Regions from separate parts of the Mus musculus genome. Here all the other regions are linked to region 3. The links are chromatin contacts, called in public Hi-C maps. All regions are on one chromosome and are shown on one strand. The core of a region is the stretch at or near the end of the contact, and the rest is flanking DNA. Distances in the headings are between cores, read along the strand shown.

Region 1 (4,809 bases), core at 1,709-4,208, 93 kb before region 3:
TCTAGAAAGGTAGTCACTTCAGATCACCACAGAGGCTCAAGTGAACTAGAGGCAGCTCACTGCTGTTGCATTCTGGGGGATACTTAGTTTCCTTTCTTGCCAGTTGAAATACAGCTTGATTATCTGCTTGTTTGATGAATGCCCGGGTGTGGATCCTTCTCCTTTGGAAGCGGGAGAACGGAGATTTCTACCTTGGTGGGGGTCAGAGGGAGACTCCCAGTATCAGCCTTGAACCTCCATATTCACAAACACGCATGTGTCTTCCTCCCAAGCAAACATGCACGTACAACACACATCCATACCTATGCACAAAACAATACAGAGACAGCTCCTCTTCCCTCCATGAGGACTCTTTCAACAGCGGACCCTAAAGGGATGATCTCACACACACACACACACACACACGCACACACACACACACACACACACACACACGCACACGCACACGCACACACATACACCAGCACAGAACAGCCTAGGGAAACATGACTGAGAAACCAATGGGCAGAGGTCCCCATCCATTTCTCTTTTTCTTTGCTCTGGACTCCTCCAGATGTCTCGGCTATGTTCTCTCTTTTACCCACAATAAAACCCTTAATGGAGTGGTTACTTCAGCAGCTGTTTCTTCACCATGTCCCCTCCCAAATATCCTATGGTCCTCACCCTTGAGTGACAAGCACTTCACCCATCTGACCCTCTCCTCCGTGTCTTGTTCTTCTGTTTGCTGTTCATGGCTTTGAGATTCTGGGGAAATATTTCTGAACTATAGATTCCCAGAGGCACATCACTTGGAGATTACATCTAAAAGGTTGGTGCGGTTTATGTTCCAACTTCTTCCCTACCTCGGTCAGCACAGACTCCTGAAAGCCTTCTACTTTCCCGTTACTCTTTCTGAAGAAAGCAATCTGAGCTCTTCCCATGCTCTCTGATCATAATCATAATCTGATGCGTTTCTTCTGTGTGCTGTCCCTGGCTTTTAGGATGATTGTTGAAATCTATTTTCTGAGAACATTCCTCACTAAATTGAGGTTGTTTTCAGGTACCTGGGAGGGTTTCTGCTCACTGTGTGGCCATTTTCTGAAAATTTCCCAAGCTTACCTACCCTATGTGCCAGGCGAAAGCACAGCATCTTCCCTGTACCACTGTAATCGGCTCTTATTGTAAATCTGGAGTGAACTCAAATCGGAAACTGGGGTCTGGGGAGCTTAACCCATGGTTAACGCAGCAATCGAATGAGCAGCTGGGCTTGCTGATGCAAACTTGAAAGAGGAAGGATGCAGTGCAGGGGGAACAGCTAGTAGCATCAAACTTCTGGCATAGGTTTTTCATCCTCTGAAAGGTTTTGCCTCAGGTCATTCTCAAGAAAGATGTGAGCTGAACTTTCCAGTGCATATTATGTTGTATCTCTGTGTGATATATGGTGTGCATGTGTGTGTGCATGTGTGTGTGTGTGTGCGTGCACACATGTGTGCGTGCTGCTGCATGGGTGTACATGCATGTGGATATGTGAATGAGATGTATGTGGTGTATTGTAGAAATATGGAAATAGCATGTATGTGTATGTGTGGCATGTAGTGCTGTGTGTATCTATACAATATGTGGGGTGTGTGTGCCTGTGATGTATAAATATTGGTATGCAGGGTATCTGTGAGGATGGTGTGTATGTGTAATATATATATGGTATGTAGTATGTGTTGTGCTATACATACAATATATGTACCTGTGGTGGGGTGTGATGTGTGAGCATAATGTATATAATATATGGTATACGGTATGTATGGCATGCAGTGTTTGTAGCGTGTGTACTTGTGGTGGGGTGAGTAATTGGTGTCTGTGGCCGTGAGTAGAGCTGTGATACATGAATGGTGTATATAGTCTTTGTGTGCTGTGTGTACATTGTGTGTCGGATACTACACTTGTTGATGGGATGCTCTGAGAGGCAGGCTTGTGCACACCAGGGAAAGCGAGTGCAGGGCCAGCCCCCCCTCCCACACACTTGGGAGAAGGATACTGGTAACTCTTAGCCTATGCCTGACTGGGAAGCGCCAAGCAAACAGCGGAGCTGTTGGGGTGTTCTGCTGGGGTCAAGGCTCCAGCTCCATGGATCATGAAGAGGAGGCTCCCAGAGGCCAGGCTTGAATCTGCCTCTAGGCAAGAGGGGTTCACTCATTCTTGGAGAATACAGAGCTGCTTCCTGTATCCCATGTTAGCACTTGCAGATTCATTTTCAGCACACAGGGCCTATCTCAGACAGAACATACCAGTTTATCAAAGGTATTAGTGAATAAAGCATGCATATAAATCATATTTTTAGTTCATTGAGCAAATTCATAAATGAGTACCAGACCTCTAGAAAAGGAAACTTTGGGGTAAGTCTTGCATCTGGTTCTTATTAACCACATTGGAGACAAACGAGGCACTCAAACCTTCCTGTTGCTTAATTTAAAAAGCAATTTGGCTCTCACGGGCCTCTGCTGAAGTTCGGTCTCAAGCAATCACACAGGCACAAAACCAGGAGGAACAGCAATGAGCAAGGCAGGCTCTTGATTTCCTTTTCATGCTCAAAAGCAATAAAATCTGCTTCTTGGCTTATTTGGAAAATTGGCAATAGTTACTCAAAACCCCCTCCCACAAGTGAGTTCCAGCGTTTAATTGCACATTCTCCCAGGGTTCTTCCTGGACGGCTGCAAGGTCGCTGTGTTGTTTTATGTGTGCTTGCCTCTCTTCCTATTAGCTTGAAAATAGTCTCACACTAGAAGGAAGGTGGTGTGCATGCCCTTGGAAAATCCCTTCAGAGTCTTCTGTGCACATTTGTGTGTGTGAGTGCTCGTGGACACGTGTCACAGTCTTTGTGTGTAGCTCAGAGGGTCAGTTTTCACAGTTCACCTTGGTCTCTACAGTGCTTGTGGCTAGATACTCCAGGCTGGCTGCTTCTGGGAGTGAGTCCTTGACTCCACCTCCCACCTCACTGTAAAGGCCAAGAGATGACAGATGCATGCTGACCAAGCACTTTTCCAGCTGAGCTATGTCCTCAGCTCTTGTTAAGGGTTCCCGTAAAAAAATGATCAGGGGCTGCCAGTAGAGTCTCCTAGATGATCCGGGTCGGCGTGGTTGAAGGGCTTTAAAATCTGAGCAGAGGTTTCCCAGGGAAAGAAGAAACTCCATTCACAGATGATAGCCCCAGACTATTCCCCCCAGAGTCCTCATCTACCCTTCCTACAGCCTGCCTGGTGGATTCTGGGATTTCCTAGGCAGCCCCAGAGATCATACAGGTCTGATGCCCGTTATGCATATTAGATCTCTCTTCACCATGACCCAAACACCAGATGATGCCACACAAAGGAGGAGAGATTTGTTTTTATGTCCAATTTCAGGGGGTTTAGTCTATTGTGGCAGGGAAGTTCTTTTTTGGGGAAGGGTGGTGTGTCAGGAGAGGCATAGCTGGGAAAACGTGGCAGGGGGGAGGCATGGCAAGGGAGGTGTGGAAGAGCAGATCTGTGTGGATGCTGGCCAGGAAGCAGAGGGTCTCATTCATCTTTCAGTTCCTTTTCTCCTCTTCCCATTGTGTCCCAGGGCTCCCACCCAGAGCGCCTACATTCAGAGTGGGTCTTCCCCTGCAAAGAGATGAATTCTCCCTGGCTTCCCTTTATAGATCACTCAGAGATCTGCCTCAGTTTCTTTGGTTCAGACTCAGTCAAGTTGACAACAAAGACTGACCACTATCTTCCAGAGTTCTGCCTCTCTGACAGAGCCCTGACAGACACACCCCTCAGCCATCAACCTCCTGGGGGCCTTCCTCCCTCCTCATCCTTCCACATCCTTCTCCTTGCCATTCCCAGTCACGCCTGCATTCCTTATATCATATTCTCTTGTGTCCTGAAGCCACATGTGGGGGAGAGTGTAGAGGAAATTGAGCCGCTAACAAGAAACATAGACCAGGAGGTATTTAAAACTTCCCACACGTGTTCTGTTCCGTTCAACAGTCCATTTTAAAAAAAATGTTAAACTACCAAAACTTTGAAAGATTTAAAGAAAACAATCACATGAGCTCTATCCCACCATTAAATTTTTATGATTCTTGCTTCATCCACCCACACATCCACTGCTCACCATTGACCCCTCTTCTGTTTCTTTCTATTTAAAGCACATTGTAGACACTGATGCCCGGCTTTCTCAAGAACTGCACCGTCTCATTTGTTAATTACAATTTCATATTTACTTTTAGCTTTTGTTGGAGGAAAATTTCCCATGCAGAAGTGTCCCAATCGAAAGTATCCCGTTCAATAAGTTTGGACAAATGTTATGCATTCACTGGGCCAGATTACTCCACCCACAGGACACTTTTGCCATCCAGTCCCCTTGTGTCCCTTTCCAGTCTGTTTTGTTCCAGCAGAAGCAGCTGATCCTGTGCTTCTCTCTTTGTTTGAAAAATTCATTAAAATGCAATCATAGGTCACGTGATCCTTTGTCTGGCTTCTTTCACTCATCGAAGAGTTTTCAAGAATCTGCCATGGTGAAGCTGCAGCCCTACACAACCAAAACTGTTGGCTGTGAACAGTGGAGAAAAGGAGGCTCATGACTGCTCAAGATGTTGAGAGCAAGTGATGGTTGAGTGTCCGGTCCTAACAAGATGTTTACACCGTCCTTTCTAGGGCTCATGGAACATTGCAGAGGAGGGGATAGGAAGTATGAAAGAGCCAAGAGATGGTGTAAAGGGCTGTGAATGGCATCCTCTAGACTTGAAACAATCATTATAATCACAAACTTATAACCATGGCATCTGCACAAGACTGGTCCTGTAAGTCACGA
Region 2 (4,927 bases), core at 1,864-4,363, 110 kb after region 3:
TAGGTCACTGCCAAGAAGTTCTGCTCCATCATTGGCCTTGCCCTTCTCTATGTCACCAAGAAAATGTCACCGTGTTGACAAAACCCATGGCATTTCTGGAAAAGGAAAGCATACAAGTGCTGGGTTAAGGGAAAAATAAATAGCAGAGCAGTGTGTAGGGGAGTTGAGGTGGAAAGAGAACAGGGCTTGTGGGCACGCTCTTTCATGATTGCAAGGCTTTGAGGCCGTGGGTCTAGGTCACTGATATTAATCACACATTGTACAGGATTCTGGCTTCTCCATTTCCTCCTGTGTCTGCTTTCACACAACAGCCCTTGTGGAGGGCCAGGCCCACCATCCCCAGCTAGGAGGTGACATTTGTAGCATGACAGACTGCCAAGCAACTGAAAATAAAAATACACTAAAACCCAATTGCGCTCACTTGATGTATGCCCAGTGGATCCGTCGACCGTGATGCCAGTGTGCACACCTTTCCCTAGCTAGCCTCCGAGACAGCACTGAGACATCGGGTGCATCCAACCCTCACCCTGAAGGTCAAAGGTCGGAAACCAGTGACACCAGAGACCCTGGGGCTCGCCCAAGGTAGTGAGCAACCTTGGCTACTTGCAGTTTATGTTTGTTAATAATAAATAAAACCAAAAGCCTGTATAAAAACCCATCCTGGAGGCCTGTGTGGTATGTTCTATTGTTTTGGAATAGACACTCGGGGGGTGTAGTGGGGTGGTCTTGCTTCTCTCCCTAGAACCTGATCTCACAGCATTACAGGCATAAACTACATTTGATGCCCAATCACTAAGTCCCTTTTATCCCCCAGGGCCATCTTGTAGATGATGTTAGATTGAAGCTTTAGCGTACTGGATGCTACTGATACAGGTCTGGGTAGATGCTGTTTTACTGGTGGTGGTGGTGGTGGTGGTGGTAGCGGTGGTGAGTGTGTGTATGTGTGTGCCCACCCATGTACACTATTGTGCATGCAGGAGAGGCCAGAGGTTAATGTTGGATCTCTCTCTCTCTCTCTATGCTCTCCATCTTGGTTTTTTTGTTGTTGTTTTGTTGTTGTTGTTGTTGTTTTGTTGTTTGTTTTTTTGAGACACCATTTCTCACTGAACCCGAAGCTGCCAGCTTTGGCTAGATTGACTGACCAACAATTCCCCCCAGGACCTGTGTTCCTCCTGTCATGGTTATAGGCACAAACTGCCCTCTGTGGCATTTACGTAGGCACAGGGCATCCCAGGGGAGCCATTTCCCAGCAGATCCTATGATTTGAAGAATGGTAATAGCCCCTCTGTAGGGAAGAAATTATAAAATAAAAATGTCATCCAACCAGAAGACTAGGTTTCATTTGCCAGTGTCTGCAGATGAGCAAGCGGGTAAGCAGCCGGCAGAACTGGCTCCCTGTTTTATAGTCGGTAAGTTTTAGCCACTAACCTGCATCCCACACACGGAGGATCCATATTTGGTGTGATGCTTTGTTGACGACAGATGTTATAACTTGTAGTGAAAAAGACACCTCACCCCCACCCCCAGTTCCACCTTCCCGCCGTCTATCACCTCTGACCTGCCCAAGGCAGTCTATGCTCCAGATCGCAAAATTGGCATGAATCTTTTCAAGTGTTTCTGACAAGTTATCCCTTTTCCCACCCCTGAGGGAAAAACAGAAGACCAATTTTCTAGAGAAAGGTTTCAATCTGCCCTCCTGTCTTCTGCGATGCGTTATAAGACCCAGGGCTGGCGAGTGGCTCAGAAGGCAATGTTGCTTGCCTTGGTGACACTTGATGTCCTGAGTTCGATTCCCAGGGCCCACATGACAGAAGGAGAGAAGCCCTACAAGTTGTCCTGTGACTTCTACGCATGCATGATGGCGCCCTGCCACCACACACAGACGTGAGCTCTGTCACGCAAACAAGAGACACTTCTTTTCACAGTAGCCTTTATTGCCAACAACAGACTTAACACTTACAGTCACTGAAACAATTAACTATTTAAAAATGGTTACTCCTCTCAATCTTTGAGCCGTGGTTATTCTGTGTGCTGGGAAAGAGCCGGTCACAGAAAGATAACAAGGTGCATTTTATAGAAAATGTCTAATGACATCGCCGCCAGTTCCATGCTTTGGAGACTAGTGACAAATGAAAAAAATGAAAACAAACAAACAAACAAAAAAACAAAAACCTCATCACCCACATAGTTGTCTAAGTCAGAGGGCAGAGGGTCAGCTCTGAGCTCTGGGATTGGAAGTGCATGGGTGGCCGTCCCAATGATAAAGGCACATGTTCCAGTACCTAATAATAACAAGAAGAGCAGCATTGTCTAGGGTTAGCCTGCCACCAGCCATACCTCGGCCATGGTGATGGGATGTTCTATGCTGCCTCCTCGTGGTTATCCCAGAAGCTCGGCTGTGGTGTGCCAGGACCGTGGTGGAGGGCATGAGACCGAAAGCAACACCGTTTCTCTAAAGAGTCCCTGCAGGTGAGGGAGTCCAAGCTGCCTGATCACCTTCACCTGTTATCTCTTGGGAATGCCAAATGGTCGTCAAATCGCCTAAGTTTTATCAAAGAAAAATATTAGAAAACTTAAAGTTGACTTTGTATTTCTGCTCCTCAACAGGTGACTTAGGGAGCCAATCCCAGGCCAGTATCAAAGTGGCAAGGGGCGGTTGGCCACACTCCCAGGCAGTAACTGTTACAGTAACTGTTGGTGTTTCACAATGGTTAACAGAAACAAAAAGAAATTTCAAATATGTATATATCAATATGTATAATTGGCCACCCGAATGCTTTTGGAAAACTGTTCAATACCTTGTTACACATTACATTTACACTGAGCTGTCCCCTAATCCTGGGGCTTTTGAACATCAAATGTCTCATTCTGAACACAAAGAAATTCACATAAATTTCACAATACTCAGAAACAAGTTATATCCAAAAGTCAGTTGAACAGAGAACATTCAATTGGCAACTCACACATAGTGTTGTTAAACAAAGAAGAAGAAGAAGAGGAAAAGAAACTAGTTGTCCCCAGACTAGTTAGTCTACTGTCTCTGCCTTGTGAACTGTTGCTTGACTCCGCTGTGAGTGACTTTGGTTGTGGTAAAGGAATTTCCTCCAGTGTGAACCTGTATGTCCTCAGGAGCTCGGGTTTCAGATTCACCCCATAGGTTCTGTCCTCTATGTACAGTGGGTACATAAAGCTGTCCATTTCCTGTGGTTTCTCTTTCACCCATAGGTGTGTCTGGGGGTCTCAGGGACTCACTTACCCCCAGGGCATCTGAGAGGGCAGCGAGAGGAAAGGAAAGCTTTTCAACCTGTCCTCCGGCATCCTACTGACATCAGCAGATTCCATGAGGGACACCAACTTGAACTTTTGCACCCTTTTCTTCCTCAAGGGTACAACTGCGCCACCTGCTGTTTAAAAGCCTTCAGCGCCTCCAGCTCAGTCCTGAGCCTGATCCTTGGTCCATACTGAATGTGAGCACACCAGCCCTGAAAGCCTCCCCGACTCCCACTCCAACACTCTCACACTTCATGTGTGTGTTGGAGGAGGGGCTCCAGTTAGATTATAAACAGGAACAGATTCACCTTATGTTCCCTTCTCTGTCCCACAAGTCCCTGCAGGACCTGCTACATAGGATCTAAGGTATAAATGTGGCCAGGAGGGCTGGCCAGCCAAGTCCGGTTGTGGTAAGTCAGGCTGGGTCAAGAAAGGATGTGGGTCTGTGGGTGTTTCATCTGCATGTCCCTTTTCCTTTTCTCTAACACCTGCCTCTTCCTTGTCTTCTGCTGGCTACCCTTCTGTTTAGTTCTCTTGAGACATGGCCTCGTTTAGCCCAGGTTGACCCTGAGCTAGCCTTTACCATCCAAGTTCTGGGATTACAGAAATGCACCACACTCCTGGCTTGCTTTCCCTCTCTCTCGGCCTGCAGTGAGAGCCCTACTTCCCTTTTTGTACCATGGTCTCAGAGTCCACGACACCCAGAACTCTGCTCCACAGGTCTGCAAATGAGAGCAAATCAACCGCCAAGCTCTTGGTGCCATTTCTCATATACAGGTCATCCAATGCAGGAAACCCCAGAGGCTCAGTAGAGAGAGACCCAACACAGAGCTGGTCTGCATCTGGACATACACATGCTGTGGTGCGCATTCCATCTGAACTAAAGAAAGCTCGTGTACGTGTATACTACACACATGCAGTTCACACTCAGAAAGCCTTAGTATAAAGTTGCAATTTTTTTCTAGCTGATATAAAATGTGCCAGTTTTAAAACTGTGCATTTGTTGCTTGCAAACTTATAAATATGTATAAACCCCATTATAAATAAATCCTGTCTGGCAGATGGCATTTTATCTGCCAGCCACAGTTGCAGGGAGTTATAAGTACTTATTAATTCCCCATTTTCAAATTCACGGCATGGGCCTGGGAAATATGATGTGAAGTGGTGTGAAATTTTCTTCATAATTGGTGGGGGTGGGAGGGAGATGGAGATGGAGTCCACCAGTAAGCGTCAAGGAAGGGGTGGAGGCTCACCAGTCAATATCAAAGCCAAGATCCTTAGCATTAGCATGTCCTCACACTGAAAAGGCAAGTGCTCTACCCTCACACTAGGCCTGCTGAGTCAGGAGCCCAAGGGCCAGAGCCCTGAAATCCATGTGTGGATCAGGCAGCCTGGTTCTTCGATGTCTGCCTTCTGCTCTGAGACTGATATTTTATAAATACCAGCCTCTGCCCCAGGATGTCCCAGTTCACAGAGTGTGCACAGGTATGCACAAGGCTGGGCAGAAATCTCTGGAGATAGCCTTCCATCCATGCTGACTGTGGTGGAGCTCCTCCATGCCCCACCCACTAGCTAACCCAGGTGTCTTCAGTTCTGTTCCTGGGGCTTAACAGCAAATAGATGCCCACAATGTATCCTGGGTGGACTCGTGTTCCAC
Region 3 (4,814 bases), core at 1,288-3,787:
AATGATCCAGCCAGCGTAAGACGTTTTTTTTTTCCCCAAGCTCCAAAGGACACCAAGTTCAAGCACAACAGACTTCCTCAGTTCTCTGAGTGAGCGTGTGGTTCAGGGGCAGATCAAAAGGCGGCAAATTAAGTCAGGATAAGTTGCCCTGACTTCTTTGCTTGCTTCTATGAACTGGAAGAATAAATGAAGAATGGATTTTATGGGTTGTGAAGATTAATCCTGTGGTCTTTTAATTAGCTAGAGTATGCTGTTGAAAACACGGGCGTGAAGTGGGGCTTTTCCACTCCTGGCCTCCCTGGAAGTTCAGTAGGAAGGGCCATCAGCCAGTTCTGTGGGACATGGGGTCACACTATCCTCTCTACAACCTCTCAGGAAAAAAAAAAATCCAAAGAACAAATAATGCTGGGTCGGAGAGACAGCTTGGTCAGTAAAAGGACACAAGGACCCAAGGTTGGTCCCCAGAACTTACTTAGAACAAATCAATAAAAGTTGGGTATGGTAGCCTGCCCTTGTAATGCCAGGACTGAGGACATAATTGACAGGTCTCTGCAGTTGGCTGGTCAGCCAGCCTTTGTCTGCTTGGTGAATCCCAGGCCACTGAGAGACCAGGCTTTCCACCCCACCAAAGGGTATGGCATCTGAAAAGTGACACCTGAGGATGTTCTCTAACCTCCACACATATGCACGCGCGCGTGCACACACACACACACACACACACACACACACACGCGTGCACACACACACGCATACACACATACGTGCACACACATATGTACACACATATACATGCAAATACATACATATAACACATACACATATACTCACAAATGCACGCACACACATACATGTACACACACACACATACACACTGAGAGAAGTCTGAGCAAGGTCTGTCTATTACCTTGTTCCAATGTTTATTGCAATATTTCAGAGCAGAGACTTGATGCAGTATCAAAGGTTTACATCCACTCTTTTGGAATGCTCACAAAAGCACGTTCGGGTTGTCTCCTGAATGAAGGAATAGGAAAAGGGCAAGGGGAAAACACACACACACACACACACACACACACACACACACACATCAGCCTAATAAATCAATGCAAGATAGAGCAGCTGCAGCAATGCTGAGTTATTTTGAATAATCCTCTGGCTCCCAGGACTCTCTTCTGCTCATCTAGCTTGAGATCCATCTGCATCCCACTAGAGATGGTGTTTGTATTTTCAGACTGTCCCTTGACTTAGAGCCATCAGGCCAGAGCCTCAGCCTGCTCTTAGGAACCTTATGAACCCTTGGTGGGAGTATTAAAGTTATTTAAGTCCCCATGTCTCACTCTGAAGGCTCAGTTTGTGTTTTGTTTGTCCTCAGTCTATCTGAGTCAGAGGTGAGATGTGGTGCCCTCTCCCCCAGGACTTGTGTGGGTGGCTGGCTGGTCAATCTTGAGTTGGGCAGGCCGTCCTGGGAACCTTCTCCCACCCGCTGAGCTCAGAAGCTAAAGCAGGGACAGCTGGCTTCAGAGGGCCTCCAGCTGGCCCTTCTCATAGAGTGCAGCTCATCTGGCCTTTGATGCCACTGAGCTGTGCCAGGTACAGGGAACACACTCAGCCTGCACAGGGTGTGTCTGATTCCCTCGCCACCATTACAGCAGTGTCCTGCTTGGGCTCCTGCCACCCAGGAGAACAGCCAGGGCCAGCTCTCTATGCCTCTTTTGGAGCAGCCTTGCCTTGAGGTCACAGGGGCAACAGCACCCCCTCCCTACACACACACACACACACACACACACACACACACACACACACACTGAATGAATGACTGACTGACTGAGAAAGAACATCCCAAAGACTCTGCCTCACTTCTGGTCTTACACCTCTCTACAAGGCTGGCTTATGTGCCAACCAGTTCTCTCCAAATGACAGGACCATTTTAAACCAATTCCTGTAAGGCACCCTACTGTACCTTAATTTTTTTTAAAACATCTTTTCATCTCCGGAATTATTTTTGACTGAAAGACATACACAGCAATAGGACCTATAATTTTCTTTAGTTAACAAGATAACAAACTCCATGAAAACACTAGGCGATGGTCACGTAGGGCTTTTCCTACCTGAAGCCCCCTGGTTCCCCCACACACACAGAGCATTGTCTCCTCACTAGCTCTGAGGACAGAGCTTCTAGGTCCACCAAATGACTCAGTCATCCTATTTAAACAGTCCCCCATTCTGATGACACTCTCTGGGGTCCCCATGAGCACATTCCCCTACAATATGGGTCAGGTTTTTATATTTGGATGGAAATGGGCAGTGTCCTGTTTGCAGCAGGGAGTTTGCAGATAGGCAGCCCCTACCCCTTTCCAAGTTGATTCATTTTCCAAGCTACAAGGAAATCCCACTGCATGCTCCCCGCCCCTACGGTTTGTTCTCTGTAAATGCGGTTTTAATTAGGAGCAATGAATTCTGCAGACTCATGTCTCAGGCCTTTCCCCCAGGCATCCACTGTCTTCCCGCCCCCATGCTGGCCACAGAATGCACCAGGTCCCAAGGCAAGCTGCCTGTCAGGCCTCCTCAGGCAGCAGCTGCAACTGATTAGAGCTCTGCTGTGGGCCCTGTTTTATTTATGACCCACCTCTCCCTTCTCAAAAATCCATCAGGGCACACTCATGGAAGTAAAATTAGAGGCCCGGTCAGGGCTGGAGTTGGGAAATGCACTTTACCCTTCTTTTCAGGACATTAGTGGCTATGGCAGCGTGCTGCAGAGGGGACAGGCTGGGGGAGTGGCCCTGCTGTAGTCCCTGTGATCCTCTTGTGTGCTAAGCAGGGTTGCTTTTAGACTTCCATTGTCTGCTCCGTGCCTCCTTGAAAGTCACACTCTTCCCCCAACCTCCTTATGACGCTGGCTGTACCTTAATTGTCAGAAGATATCTCAGCTCTGCTTTCTGCCTTCCAACTGGGCTTATCTGCGCTTGGGGATATCTGTTGTTAATAAGCCAGTTAAAAGCCTTTGCTCATAGCCATATTCTGACATTTTTTTTTTCTAATGGATGAGACTTTTTCTCAGTCATACTGAAACACACCACCCCCACCCCAGCACACTCCTCAGAACTTTAGCAATCCTGGCCTGTCACCCCAGAGAAGGGGGTGTCTAAATCCTTTCATTTCTCAGTGGTCTGGCCCAGAGCTATCCCCCACCCCCAGTCTCTCTGATTCTTAGATAATGTGTCGCCTTGATTCCCAGTATGATGGCATATAAGATGAAACCTCATTTTTTTTTTTATTCCTCTCAGGAGAACCACATTTGTCTTTGAGAGTTTTTGGCTAGCAATTAAAACAGAAAGAGCTGCCTGGTCAAGGGCTTTGTGGGAAAGACTGTCTTAGCTAGAGTGCTCTTTCCCATGGTGACTGGGAACGCGGTTTCTAATCAGGACTCCCTCTCAGACACGAGTGGTCCTCACTCACATTCAAGAGGCTTGTGTGTGCACACATTCAAACAGAAAGACAGGAAGATTTGCTGCAGCTTAGAGAAATCGTGAGGGAGGAAACTTAGGAGGAACTGAGAATGTTTGGGTGAGCCACGAGGAGACAGAAGAGAGAAGCGGAGAAATGAGGTGGCCTTGTTCTCCAGCATTGCTGCGTCATCTCCAAAGAACACGGGGCAGTTGCTACCTGCTCTGAGGAACGTGGGTAACTGGAATTATGATCACTCAAATGCGACCTTTCTGAAGTCCTCAGTTCGCTCAGGGAAGAAGGGGGCTGTGCACTCCACACAGCCAATCCTCACGGGGCAGGTGTCCCAGCTGGAAGAGAAAGAGGCTCAGGCCTCCACCTCAGGAGGGCAACAGCTAAACCTGACACATCACCTACAGCACCAAGGCAGGGAAATGCCAGCAGGGTCTCTCTCTCTCCTCTCTCTCTCTCTCTCTCTCTCTCTCTCTCTCTCTCTCTCCCTCCCTCCCTCTCCCTCCCTCCCTCTCTCTCTCTCTCTCTCTCTCTCTCTCTCTCTCCTTCCTCTGTTTTTTATATCCCAGTTTTTCTGTGCATGCTGTTCCCTAGACACACTACAGGAAGTTAACCACCAACATCGAGGCATGATGGTTAGTGTTAACCTGACAGCATCTAGAATCACCTGGGCATGGCTCATGGGATTATCTCCATCACTGACTGAGGTAGGGACATCCAGCCACTGAGGGTGGCGTCATTCCCTAGTCAGGGGCATCCTGGACTGTGTAAATGGAGAAAGGCAGCTGAGCAGCAGCATGCGTGCATCTTAAATGTCCCCACTGGTGGACTGTATCTTGGAACTGTGAGCCAGGACAAACCCTTCCCCTTAAGTTGTATCTGACAGTGTTTTGTCATAGCAACAGCTAAAGAGACTAAGGTGGGGGCTGGGGAGGAAGAGCAGTGTGGAAACCAGTTCTGCCCAAGGCTTGTGTGGCAGTGGGCCTGGGTGGGGCCTTCCCAGAGGCTGACAAAGGGCTTGACTGACCTCCTGTCTGCTCTGCCTTCCCAGCCCTTATCTCCTTGACTAACTTCTATGCACTTACTGACGACTGACCTCCCTGGAGGCTCCTGAGGGTCAGTGCTTGGGTCAGGTTAGGGCAGATACGAAGATTCATCTTCACAGAGCATGGTCTAGAATCTCCCTCTGTGGCAGTGTCTGGGTGGGGAGCCGTGGCCACTGGCTGGGAGCCATTTTTATATACAACCTCTGTGTAGGAAGAAGCAAGGGCGAATGGAACCACATCCAGGTCAAGGTTGCCCTTGTTGGGGAGAGGTGGCTGGGACATGTGAAGTGGGTCTTAAGATTAAGGTTTAGAAGC

The links. A called contact is a pair of places that touch in the nucleus more often than the background predicts.
Region 1: a Hi-C map of uterus shows a contact between it and region 3, with 3 times the contacts expected there. The contact joins two enhancer-like sites. A contact is called at or near these places in 9 of 484 Hi-C or Micro-C datasets (embryonic stem cells, nephron progenitors, pre-pro-B cells and 1 more) and 2 of 115 datasets of contacts at active chromatin or transcription factors (neural progenitor cells and stem cell-derived anterior neural progenitor cells).
Region 2: a Hi-C map of the CH12 cell line shows a contact between it and region 3, with 2.1 times the contacts expected there. The contact joins two enhancer-like sites. A contact is called at or near these places in 4 of 15 datasets of contacts at CTCF or cohesin (the NIH/3T3 cell line, large pre-B cells and pro-B cells), 49 of 484 Hi-C or Micro-C datasets (the 3T3-L1 cell line, 3T3-L1-derived adipocytes, B cells and 26 more), 8 of 115 datasets of contacts at active chromatin or transcription factors (bone marrow-derived dendritic cells, cardiomyocytes, craniofacial prominence and 5 more) and 2 of 9 other capture datasets (embryonic stem cells and liver).

What each region holds. Positions count from the first base shown.
Region 1 is chr13:51,219,048-51,223,856 of GRCm38.p6, forward strand. All of the region lies in intron 1 of Gm46414 (a long non-coding RNA gene), which reads left to right. Among named protein-coding and RNA genes, the nearest start is that of Gm46414, 13 kb to the left of the region's middle. RefSeq lists an enhancer at 1,218-3,650. Within about 2 kb of position 2,959, at least 47 of the 459 cell types and tissues checked have an H3K27ac peak or open chromatin away from gene starts, as enhancers often do. A contact at or near this core is called in uterus, where this site is marked.
Region 2 is chr13:51,421,473-51,426,399 of GRCm38.p6, forward strand. It overlaps Shc3 (src homology 2 domain-containing transforming protein C3), which reads right to left. Exons shown (of 12, transcript NM_009167.5): 12 at 1,917-4,927. It overlaps S1pr3 (sphingosine-1-phosphate receptor 3), which reads left to right. Exons shown (of 2, transcript NM_010101.4): 2 at 1-1,325. Among named protein-coding and RNA genes, the nearest start is that of Gm32834, 5.2 kb to the left of the region's middle. Within about 2 kb of position 3,114, at least 15 of the 459 cell types and tissues checked have an H3K27ac peak or open chromatin away from gene starts, as enhancers often do. A contact at or near this core is called in cortical neurons and muscle stem cells, where this site is marked.
Region 3 is chr13:51,312,139-51,316,952 of GRCm38.p6, forward strand. All of the region lies in intron 2 of Gm46414 (a long non-coding RNA gene), which reads left to right. Among named protein-coding and RNA genes, the nearest start is that of S1pr3, 94 kb to the right of the region's middle. Within about 2 kb of position 2,538, at least 178 of the 459 cell types and tissues checked have an H3K27ac peak or open chromatin away from gene starts, as enhancers often do. A contact at or near this core is called in cortical neurons, muscle stem cells and uterus, where this site is marked.